Linked DNA regions of Zea mays: region 1 is linked to region 2. A link is a contact called in public Hi-C data. All regions are on one chromosome and are shown on one strand. The core of a region is the stretch at or near the end of the contact, and the rest is flanking DNA. Distances in the headings are between cores, read along the strand shown.

What was found. Hi-C and Micro-C count contacts between places; a contact is called where the count stands out from the background.
Region 1: a contact with region 2 is called in a Hi-C map of ear, with 4 times the contacts expected there. The contact joins the promoter of LOC100282686 here to the enhancer-like site in region 2. A contact is called at or near these places in 2 of 25 Hi-C or Micro-C datasets (ear and tassel).

What each region holds. Positions count from the first base shown.
Region 1 is chr8:134,587,897-134,593,653 of Zm-B73-REFERENCE-NAM-5.0, reverse strand. It overlaps LOC100282686 (metal tolerance protein A2), which reads left to right and starts at 1,989. Exons shown (of 2, transcript NM_001348966.1): 1 at 1,989-2,177; 2 at 3,996-5,601. The coding sequence starts at 3,996. The coding sequence ends at 5,240.
Region 2 is chr8:134,451,646-134,457,338 of Zm-B73-REFERENCE-NAM-5.0, reverse strand. LOC541960 (liguleless 4) reads right to left here. Exons shown (of 5, transcript NM_001371616.1): 4 at 2,676-2,935; 5 at 2,159-2,586. The coding sequence ends at 2,392. Among protein-coding and RNA genes, the nearest start is that of LOC541960, 4.9 kb to the right of the region's middle. Within about 2 kb of position 2,343, at least 7 of the 20 cell types and tissues checked have an H3K27ac peak or open chromatin away from gene starts, as enhancers often do. A contact at or near this core is called in ear and tassel, where this site is marked.

The sequences.
Region 1 (5,757 bases), core at 740-3,239, 140 kb before region 2:
GCCTCTCTTCACAGCTGAGCCGCCTTCCAGTTCTCTTCATCCCGATCGTAGAGGTGCATCTGCGATTAGGAGAGCAGGTCTCCGGAACCCTTCGCCTTCTAGATCCTGCACCAGGAGAGGCCGAATAAGGTTTTTGGGAAGCGTCTTCACGCGACTGCTCGTGATCTGATTGACCTCGTCGACCCTGCTGATTTTGCTACTTCGACATCGTCGACCCTGCTGATTCCGGCGCGTGCCATCTATCAGTAAGTCTAATCAGTACACATCATCTGATTTGGCTTGTTATTTCAGTGCTTGTGATTTTGTCATGATTTATATTCGGAATTTAAACTGGAATTTGTCTAATTATTCAACAGAAGCTGGGTGAAAGGAGGAGCGCGTGGAGCTTCGGGACGCCGTATGGGCGGTTGACGCAGTGCTGGCTGCTAGCAAGTAGCAACTTTAGGTTAGAAGTAGATGTTATTTTTTATTATTGACATTTTCTTAGACTATTATTGGGGTGGGCTAAGGTATTGCTCAAGTAATAACGAGCCATATTGGGCCTCCGCCCTGACAAGATCGACTTAAGGATGTGTATAAGGCATGCAGATATGTATAACACTGTTTTGCACTCTTTGCATAGAAGAGTTTAAAATAGCGAGTGAGATAAGGACTGGGATAAGGAGTTTCTAGAGATAGTCTAACCCCATTAAATAAGAGATCTTTAAGGGTTAAGTGAAAAAAAATTCAAAAGACAAATACCTCACTAAGGACATGTACAACCTCATTTCCCTATTTAATATAAGGTCTCTTGAGGGGTCTCTAAGGGTTAATTGAAAAAAAGAGACATGCTCTTCTCTACACGATTCCCCATATATATTCACTGCACTTCACTGACCGGGGTCGCTCTAATATAAAGTGACTGAGGATCACGGCAACCCAACAACACATGGATCTGAGCCTCCTCGGCAGCGGCGGGTGATCAGACTCTGCCTCCTCCATCGCGCCAGAACCCTCCTCCACATCTACAAAGGCAGGGATCTTAGATTGTCTCCAACAACGTCCTCTATATCTATCCTCTCTATATGTCCTTCACAGTCCTCTCTAAAAGATTTCATTCTCTATACACCTTCCTCTCCAACAACATCCTCTAATCATGTCCTCTATACGCAAATACTTATGTTAGAGACATTTTTTTTACATACGTATTTGTTATACTCTCAAATATATTATATATATTTTAGTTTTATTGAACCGGTTGCTTAAAGTATTCAAATGGATTATGGGTATAAGAGATAAAAAACAATATATATACAGAATCCAACAGCGTACTCTATACATGGAGGGAGTAGATGACGAAAATCTGCTCTAAATTACAGTTTAGAGTATAGGACCCCTTGGAGGGTCTGTTGGAACCAGTCCTTAGGACTACTCCAACTACTACACTAACCTTTATCTTAAGGCCAAGATTGTATGTCTAACTACGAATCCTCTCTGTTTATATATGCACGGTTGACACGCCGACAGCAACTTATGCAAAATACTCCTACCGGTCAAATAGCCTACACGCCTGCAGTGCAACCTGCTGTCCTAAGCACCATCCATTCATCCTTCGAATTTGACGACGACCGGAGGACGAATGAAAGAAAGGAAAAAAAGGTATATGGCTGAAGTTATATGTAGTACAGTACCTCGCGGTTTGGTCTTTCCATGCGATTCCGTTTTGCCCTCTCCCTCCCTGCGCTCGATGGCCATGTGGAGCCTTGTCGCCGGCCGCCGCTGGCATCGCAGACGCAGCACGCCCTGCGCTCTATTCAGGGTAGCGGCTGCGCACGACGCCACTGTGGGCTGGTGGACTCAATCATGGGGTGGACTGGGCTTCGCTTCTTGGGCCGAGCTGTCCACACAAACTCGTATCCTTTTGCTGCGCCATAAAACTTTTGTGTTATAACCGTCTCATTGGTTGCAGTAGCAGCCAGCCAGTCACGCTGTTCGAGCAGAGCCCCATCCCCTGATCCCCGTGCCAGGCCGCTCGGCCCTCGACGCCGTGAGTCAGGCAGGCAGGCGCCTCTTTCTGTCCCTCCACTCGGGTCTCCACGCCGCCGCCGCCGCCGCCGCCTCGACCGCCCCACGCATCCGCCGCTCCTCTACCCATCCTCGGCCCGCGGCCCAGGGAGAAGACCGCACGGGCGGGCGAGGTACGCACACCCTTCCTCCTCCTTCCTTCCCTGACTCCGCGTTCGTTCGGTCGGGAAGAGTCGGACGGAGGCGACCGGGAGCGGCGCCTCCGATCTGACTCGCGCGGACAATCGCTGTCGCGGCCGGGTATTTCGTTTCCTAATCTTGCTGGTTGGGTTGGGTGGTTAGACAGACGGATTCATGATGCAGTCGTTGAACGGGGGAAGCGCGAATGCGACCGCCGCCCGAGGGGCGTGGCCGCGACGGATCACAACGAATCTTTCGTTCCTCCGATCCGACAAAGTCCGTGGGCGTAGCGGCCGGTAGCAGGTGCGCACATAATTTGCCACCCCGGTCGCTTTCTTCCTTACCCCTACCAAAGCGAGGGGTGGGATCGATCGCCTTGTTCGTTTCCGCGGCGGGTTTATTCGCCGGGACCGCGATTCCATTGCTCTCTTCTCTCAAGGTACTGGTGGCCGTCCTCGCCAGCCAGTCTGATGGGTTCCGTCGGTAGGGTCGGCTGGTTGGTTGTGTTCCGTCCCATCACCATCCTGTTCCGCGACCTGGGGCGTCGCGTCAAATGCCACGGGTACTGTGTGCCCGTGGAGGGGTCTCGGCAATGATGCTCCTCTGATTCTCCCCACCCGTGGCTGCGCCCATCCGTCTACAAGTACCACCTGGCCGCGCGGTTGGTTCCAATTTCCAGACGGCAGTCCACTGGTTTTTGCTTGCATATCCTTTGTTTAGGCCAGAGTTGAGTTGTGTTCCAACTTCCAAGTCTTGGGTTGCGGAATCGCCGGCCTCGCTCAATCGGTACCGCATCTTATTTTCCATACCTATCTTGAGGAATCTAGCTTTTTTTTTGTGCTTTTGCTTTCGGGGCAGCAGATATTCTCATCGGCCTTGATTCTGCTTTGAATCTGTTTTTGAGATTTACTTGGTTTGCTTTGTTTGGATAGTGTAATGTAGCTGTGTCGAGTGCATATATTATGTTTATGTCCATTTTTAAATGCACTTGATTGAATCTTCTACAGTTCTACCCATTTTTTTTCATAAACTTGATTGAATCTTCTAGGTTGGTTTATGCTGTTGTGTGTGGACGACAAAATGTTTTGTGGGATTTACTAATCAGGGTGACTTGTCTGCACTTAGAGATGATGTCACTTGTGGGAAAGGGAGAGGAAGACAAAGAAAAGGGGGAGAGGGAAGAGAAAGACAATTGTTTTTTCCCCTGCTGTTCTGTTATTTTCTCAGTTCCCTTACTTGGAACTTGATATGATCAACAAGGATGTGCTACTACTGTATGTTTCAATGGATCACAAAGCACATGATTGGTTTCCTGCTTCAGCATAGTCTAACTCGTATCAGTGAACCAGACCCAAATAGCCAGCATATGTACATGCAATAGCAGTTTGATTGGTTGCTTGTTTTCATTCAGCCAGGATACAGAGTGACGTGTCAACGCTGACCTGTTTAAGTTCTGTCAAACTACTCAGCAATCTGCATATTGTGTTATTGAGGAACTTTCTTGTGTGAATCTTTCTTGAAGAGTTCCTTTTTCCTTGCAAGCAATTCCCTTGGCCATACATGAACTGACATTTTTCAATATTGAACTCTAGCTTGTTTTGAGATTTTTACTATCATGACAGTGATACTCTTCTTACAGTTTTGCTCCTTTAGTGGCACAAATAGATTGCCTGCCTCTTCAATTTCCACACCAGCTGTAGCAAGAATTGAAATGCATATAACAAATTTTCTTAGACTGTATGACATTTCAGCTATGCATCTATCATCATCTTTGTTGATGTGTATTAATTTTATTTTTATCTTACTTTCAGATGGAAAACCATAATCCATTACATTCTCAGATTGCTGAAGTGAAAATGGACATCTCAGCATCAGCTTCTGTTGCATCAGGGAACAAATTCTGCAAGGGTGGTGCCTGTGATTTCTCTGATTCCAGTAACTCCTCGAAAGATGCCAAGGAGAGATCCACGTCCATGAGGAAGCTTATAATCGCAGTGATCCTTTGCATCATATTCATGACGGTGGAAGTGGTCGGGGGCATCAAAGCAAACAGTCTTGCCATCTTAACTGATGCGGCGCACCTTCTTTCTGATGTGGCAGCATTTGCCATATCGTTATTCTCTCTCTGGGCTGCTGGATGGGAAGCAACACCGCAGCAGTCATATGGGTTCTTCCGGATTGAGATTCTTGGTGCCTTGGTCTCCATTCAGCTCATATGGCTACTTGCTGGCATACTGGTATATGAGGCTATTGTAAGGCTCATTAACGAGAGTGGCGATGTGCAGGGCTCCCTCATGTTTGCTGTGTCGGCGTTTGGACTGTTTGTCAACATTATAATGGCTGTATTGCTAGGCCATGACCACGGGCACGGCCATGGACACAGCCATGGACATCCACATGACCATGGTCATGGTGATTCAGACGATGGCCATTCTCACCATGAAGAACCAGAACAGGGCCATGTTCATCATCATGAGCATAGCCATGGAAGTTCTATTACTGTCACAACACATCACCACCACCACTCAGGCACTGGACAACACCATGACGCTGAGGAGCCACTGATCAAGCACGAGGCCGACTGTGAGGGCACCCAATCTGCTGCTAAGAAGCCTCGACGCAATATAAACGTACACAGCGCTTACCTTCATGTGCTTGGGGACTCCATCCAGAGCATCGGGGTGATGATCGGCGGGGCTATCATCTGGTACAAGCCCGAGTGGAAAATCATCGATCTGATCTGCACCCTCATCTTCTCGGTGGTCGTGCTGTTCACCACGATCAGGATGCTGCGCAACATCCTCGAGGTCCTGATGGAAAGCACGCCCCGTGAGATCGACGCCACCAGGCTGGAGAGGGGGCTCTGCGAGATGGAAGGCGTGGTTGCCGTCCACGAGCTGCATATCTGGGCCATCACAGTGGGGAAGGTGCTACTGGCTTGCCATGTGACGGTCGCCAGGGAAGCCGACGCAGACGAGATCCTTGACAAGGTGATTGGGTACATCAAGACGGAGTACAACATCAGCCATGTGACCATTCAGGTCGAGCGTGAATAGAGGGGGAGCTGTCTTTTGGGCTGTCAGGGCATAAATGGCGTCACGCCTTCACTGGTTATCTTACTCTGTCGGTTAAAACTTTTTTTTGGCACCTGGGAAGGCATCAGGCAGCCATCGGAGTCTTGATGTGCTTGCAAGTTCATCTGTGGTTCAAGCTTTGATGGTCAGTAGTGTTATCTGTTACTACTAGTCTATTAGGCGGGGGTAGGCGTCAACCAGTGTGTACGGGTTTGATTTTCGGTCATGCTGTTAACAGCATTGCGGTTCGTCGAACTGGATATGTAGTTTAGTACGCTGTGTCATCACCTCTTGTGTAAGGGAACGCTTCTTTTCTGTGGTATGGAAGATGTGAACTTCGTGATTGGCCTGTTACCGTTTGTACTGAGCATGCTTGGACGTGTTCTCTCGGTTGACTCGACTGTATGCTTATGGATGGGGGTCTCAAGCAGATCTGTTGCACAATTGAAGCCAGCCAGATATCCCTCTGTGCAGATCTTCAGATAACTGACAAAGGCTA
Region 2 (5,693 bases), core at 1,094-3,593:
TTGTTTACCACCGTGTTGAAGCGCACGCCGTACGCCGTGACGATGGTGTTTGTGCCACTGAATCCGACAGGAAGAGTGACGACGACACCAGAGATGCGTGGGAGGGTGGAGGGGTGAGAAGAGAACGAGGCATAGAGACGTTGGACAGTGGGAGGAAAAACTTTTCACCGGATTGTGTCAAGGGGAGGCGTTGGAGCCATCCTCAGGCTTGTCCTTAGGCTATCCGCAGTGGTTCCTTCTAAATTTTTCCCCCTATATCACTTTTCTGGGTCACATCATCAATAGTGTATCCCCTACTTTTTCATCTCCTGCAGTGGTTTCCCCTAAATACTCCCCCTATATCCCACTACAATATAAAATATCATTTTCTATACCTACTTTTCATCTACTATCAATTTTTCTTCTACTATTAATTGAAGGCGGGCCCACAGGAACAGCGGTAGGGGGAGAGAGCGCGTGCGCTGCAGCTGAGGGGAGAGAGAAGAGTACCGCGGTGTAGAGTGAGCGATAGCGTGCTGCGCTGCGGCCTTTAGCGTGCGGCTGTAGCCGCCATGCAAGGGGAGCGCGCGGTAGCGTGCGGCGCTGCGGTCAGTCTTAGACTACCCGCAACGCAGCCCCCTACGCAGCCCCCTCCCCTTGCATTCCGGCTGTAGGGGGCACTCCACGGCCGCAGCGGTGCCCCTACAGCGCCCCCTACGTGTCGGTCCCCTTCTCTCCCCCCAGATCTAACGTGTCACTGTTCATGACCCTAAACACTGTGCTGTGGGTCCACGAGTAATTGTTAGTAGATAAAAAATTGATAGTTGATATAGAAAATGATATTTTATAGTTGTAGTGGGGTATAGAGGAGTATTTAGGGGGAACCGCTGCGGGAGATGAAAAAATAGGGGGGGAAATAGGGGGAAAAAGTGATATTGAGGAAAAAATTTAGAGGTAACGGTTGCGGATAGCCTTAGCCTGGCTCCAACCACATTCCCTGGACTTCGTACTCCACTCACGTCCGTGTACTACAAATACGGTGAACGAGCACCCAACGGCACTCCCTCAGGCGCACTCTCGGTGGGGGAGAGAAGAAAATCCTCCTCACGTGAGTTCTCTAATATCCTCATTTCGCTGATTGTGTTTTAATTGCGAAATAAATCCGTTTTAGTATAATTACCTGATAACAAAATGTATTATGGTACTACAAATATGGTAGTATTTTTTAAAACTCTACAAACTGATGGTAAAAAGTTAAATAACTCAGTTAAAGAGTAAAGTAGAGCTAAATAGGGAGATGGTTGAAGTGGATATGAAATAGGGAAAAGAATAGTTAAGAGAAAGGTATTTAAATATGAATATAAAATATGAATGTGTGGATTTGTGAGGAGAAATTGTTGGAGAAAGCCTTAAAGATCAAAATTGAATAGAAATAATTTAATCTTTATCGACCCGTTTTGATCCTCACGCATCCAACAAGCCTACGACTCTCCACGTCCGCTTAGGGCTTGTTCGGTTAGCTCTCAATCCATGTGGATTGAGTGGGATTGGATGTGTTTGAATCCCAAACAAGTCAAACTTCTTAAGAATTTTTTCCAATCCCATCCAATCCATGTGTATTGGGAATAACCGAACAAGACCTTAGGGGTGCCACCTCATAGAAATAATTTAATCTTTATCGACCCGTTTTGATCCTCACGCATCCAACAAGCCTACGACTCTCCACGTCCGCTTAGGGGTGCCACTTAGAGGTGGTAATGTGTTACGATCTAAATGTTTCTTCATAAAAAATAATAGAACCCTAAATAAATTTTAGTTCAAAAATAAATAAAAATAAAATACGATCATAATACGATCATTAAATCTTATAGTATAAAATTTAGTATAAAATTTAGAGCCTATTGTTACCCCTATGTCCGCTTCCTACATACAGGGTGACAGAAAGATCTCACCCTACGTAAGAGTAAAGTTGTGATCTCCTATTTCATTAATCAGTGTTTTAACTATAAAATTAAGCATTTTTAAGTCAAATTACCTAATAACAATCTATATTACGGTACTATAAATATTATACAATTTTTGAAACTCTAAAATTTGATGTAGAAAAGTAGCTCGGTTAAAAGAGTAAAAAGGAAGAGCTGAACGGGGAGAATTGTTGAAGAATGAAGAGAAGGCAAACTGGGACAAAAGATATTTAAATATAAAATAGAAAATAAGAAAAATAGAAATTTGTGAGAAGGGTTGGAGTTAGCATTACATCATCATGGTACAGAGTCCTTTACGAGGCCATATGCACTGAACTGAACTGGACAGCAGCTCCAGTATGCTGAGTGTACCTACCGACACGTTGTCGCCCATATACACAAAGAAAAACGTATGCACTTTGCGTTGCCCAAGCTGGTAGTGTGGTGGTCACGGCCCGATGGTGCCCGTGTCGAAGTAGAGCGTTGTCCCGGACGAGGGCCCGCCGCCGGTGACGCCCTCCATGAGCGCGAACCGCATGTCCTCGGACGGCTTCCAGTGCCGCTTCCGCTGGTTGATGAACCAGTTGTTGATCTGCTTCGGGTCCAGCCCAGTCGCCGCCGCCAGCCTCACCTTGTCCTCCTCCTGCACCGCCGGCTAATGCTGGTCACAGATCTGCCATTCCAGCGAGCGATGCTGCTGCTGCGTGTTTGCCAGGATGCATGCATGGTTACCGTAGGGTACGGCCAGCGGTAGTGCGTGTTCCACCAGTCCATGAGCGCCGACCGCGCGTCCTTGGGCAGCTTCCCTTTCTTCCTCTTCTTCAGGAACTCGGACCGCAGCCGGCTCAGGCACCCGCTGTACTTCTTCAGCAGCATCTCCTTCAGCTCACGGTCCGCCAGGCGGGAGCTGTGCTCCTGCTGCCCCGGCTCCGTCGCCTCCGTGTCTCCTCCCGAGCATGCTTCGTCCTCCTCCGACGACCCTACCATTTCATCTTCATGCAGAACAGAACAAAAAATCCAAGTCAGTTTGCATTTTTTCCCCAGTCCCTTTTTACAGCAGTAAAAACCGAACCATATCCATGACCACCAAACAGACAGACACAACTGGACTTCCGTAGCAATAAAATGTGGCGATCTCTTGTAGCAGGACCCTAGGTAAATCAATTTAACAAAAGATCCCTACAATTTTTTGCTGAAACAGAAGATTAACTGAGCCGGTGCAAAGATTATACACAGCTAGCTAGATATCGACGCCAGTACTTATTGCAAGGAACATTCTGTGCTAAATCATCCATAGTCATATGGGTCCCAGTAGTACCTATCTGCATGAATGGAACCACTCAATGAATTACTTCAAGATGAAAAGCAACCAATTGTTTAGGGGGTGTTTGGTTCCTTCAGTCAACCTCCTAAACTTTAGTACCTAGAAATTCTATTGGAAAGACCTATTTTAGGAGGTGGGAACCAAATACCCCCTTAATCTGAAGTTATGTTCTTCTGATGATGGTTTTGGTTACAGTAAACTAAAATGCCAGTAATACATAAACAAATCATATCCAGGACCCCCCCCCCCCCCCCCCCCCAAAAAAAAGGTTTTTTCCTGAGCTAGAGAGAAAATTGCATTTCTATTGTTGCCTGCTAATATAGATACAGGAATAATTGCCTTCATTTGCTTTACTATGCATGAAAATTGCATGTTTGTTACCATTTCATATTATACAAGCATAATGTTGCTTAAATTCGAGTATTCCTTCAGCACTAACATGTTATAAGAGTTATTAGGGAACTAAAGCACCAGCACAGAAAAGTAGTACACAAAAATAATTATCAGTGTCGGCCATAACCATGTGTACATCTCTAACACAGCCAGGCCAGAATTTCGATCTGGGGAGATACACCCCCCCCCCCCCCCCACCCCAAGCATTCTGGTTGAGGTAGAAGACCACTCATGCAGACCGAGAAAATTCCTGAACCCCATGCCCTACTCATATATAGTGGCACCATCGCCTATGCGTGGGCCAGTCCTCCTTTCCCATACAAGAGCATCCATCATTCTGTTCTTCACCAGTCCAATGGTGCTTAAGCAGGCATTACATACACTCATTTATTGCGAGGACAACGATAATCAAGCTTAGTGTGGAGTCTGTGTCTCATTTGTACTACCATACACTGTAACACTGCAACCTTGCCGACAAAGGGTCACTCATTACTTACTGGATCATCCAGCTCACCGGAGATATTGATGTGCCATGGGATGCATGAAGGGTTTCATAGTTGGCACATGAGGGCAGCACTTATTTCATCATTGATCCTATAAACAGATAACCTAAAGCACTTATCATATTAAGGCTTGATAGCAAGATAGACCAATCCCGTTATTAGGACAAGTTTGCCCCCACAGTTATTTCTGTTTTCACCCCCTTAGGAATCACAGGATATTAAAAATATAAAAGATTCGAGAAAACCCTATCGTTCTTTAATTTCCCAATGAAGAAAAACATATTGTTCTCATAACACAAAAGGTTAGAAAATTTCCATTTAAAGATCGAGAAATAAACAAAAAAGAGAAGAAAAGGCACACATGTTAAACACATACATTCAAAAACTAGATTGCAACAAACAACACAAGGAATCCTAGCTCATTGCTATAGCAATAACTTATAATAGCTAACATTGGAGTTGTCATCTAGATGCATTCTATTAAGACAATTAATCTTGTTTGCTTAAGACCATAACAAATTGTTGAACTCGTATAGCAAAGTAAATGACTGAATACATGCATGCATGCTACTCTGTGCCTGCATTTAGCAAAAAAAAAAAAAAATCCATTACAGATGTGCATATAGCTGAATTGAGGCATTGACCAAAGATTATAAGAGTTTATAGTTTTACTCACAAACTAATGCGATGTTGAATGAACTTGTCGTTTCGGGATTAGTAGTCATATAATATATTGCTGCACAAAACCGTGATAACATAATTTCAAGATCATTTATAACAATTTATCTCGGTAGCTTGTCACTGCCAAATATTAATTATATGCATGCTGCTCATTGCTAGGCTCTCCTTACAATCATTTTGCATAAACATGCGAGCATACTCCTATTGGCCTGATCGAATTGTCAGAGTTTCCGTATAAAATCACAACCCCTCTGAGTAAAACAGGGGATACGTTTACTGTGGTCATCAGTATGACAATGTTTCATACCCCTTTGCAGTAACCTGCATGCATGACTGTACTTGGCATTGCCTAAATACATTGGAATTAAATGGCAAGAAAATAAACACAAACTGTTCTGTACAGAACTGTGCTACTGTTTGTTAGGCTGTAGTATTAACAGGTTTCACATGCTTCCATAGTTACCAATGGCTGTCCTTTTGACTTTATTCAACATGTGAAGTTTCCAAAAGCCCATGGGCGTTTGCCACTGCAAATTCACCTGCTCATGATGGCCAGATGTCACAATGTTCATGGAACAGCTAAATAAAATTGTGTATCTCCATCCCGTTGGCTTAGATAGAAGCAAACTTAAACTTGCTCTTATGGTGTGTTTATTTAAGCTGCATTAGCATCGAAATTTGCTCTTATGATATGTTCATTTTAGCTGCATTAGCACCGAAACTTGCTCTTATGCATGATATGTTTAAGCAGATGTAAATTAGCAAGTAACAATGGATCTTAATCTTACTAACTGTGTCGACAATAAGGCCTTATCTTGAATCACAGAAAATAACAAAAAAACAAGAAAC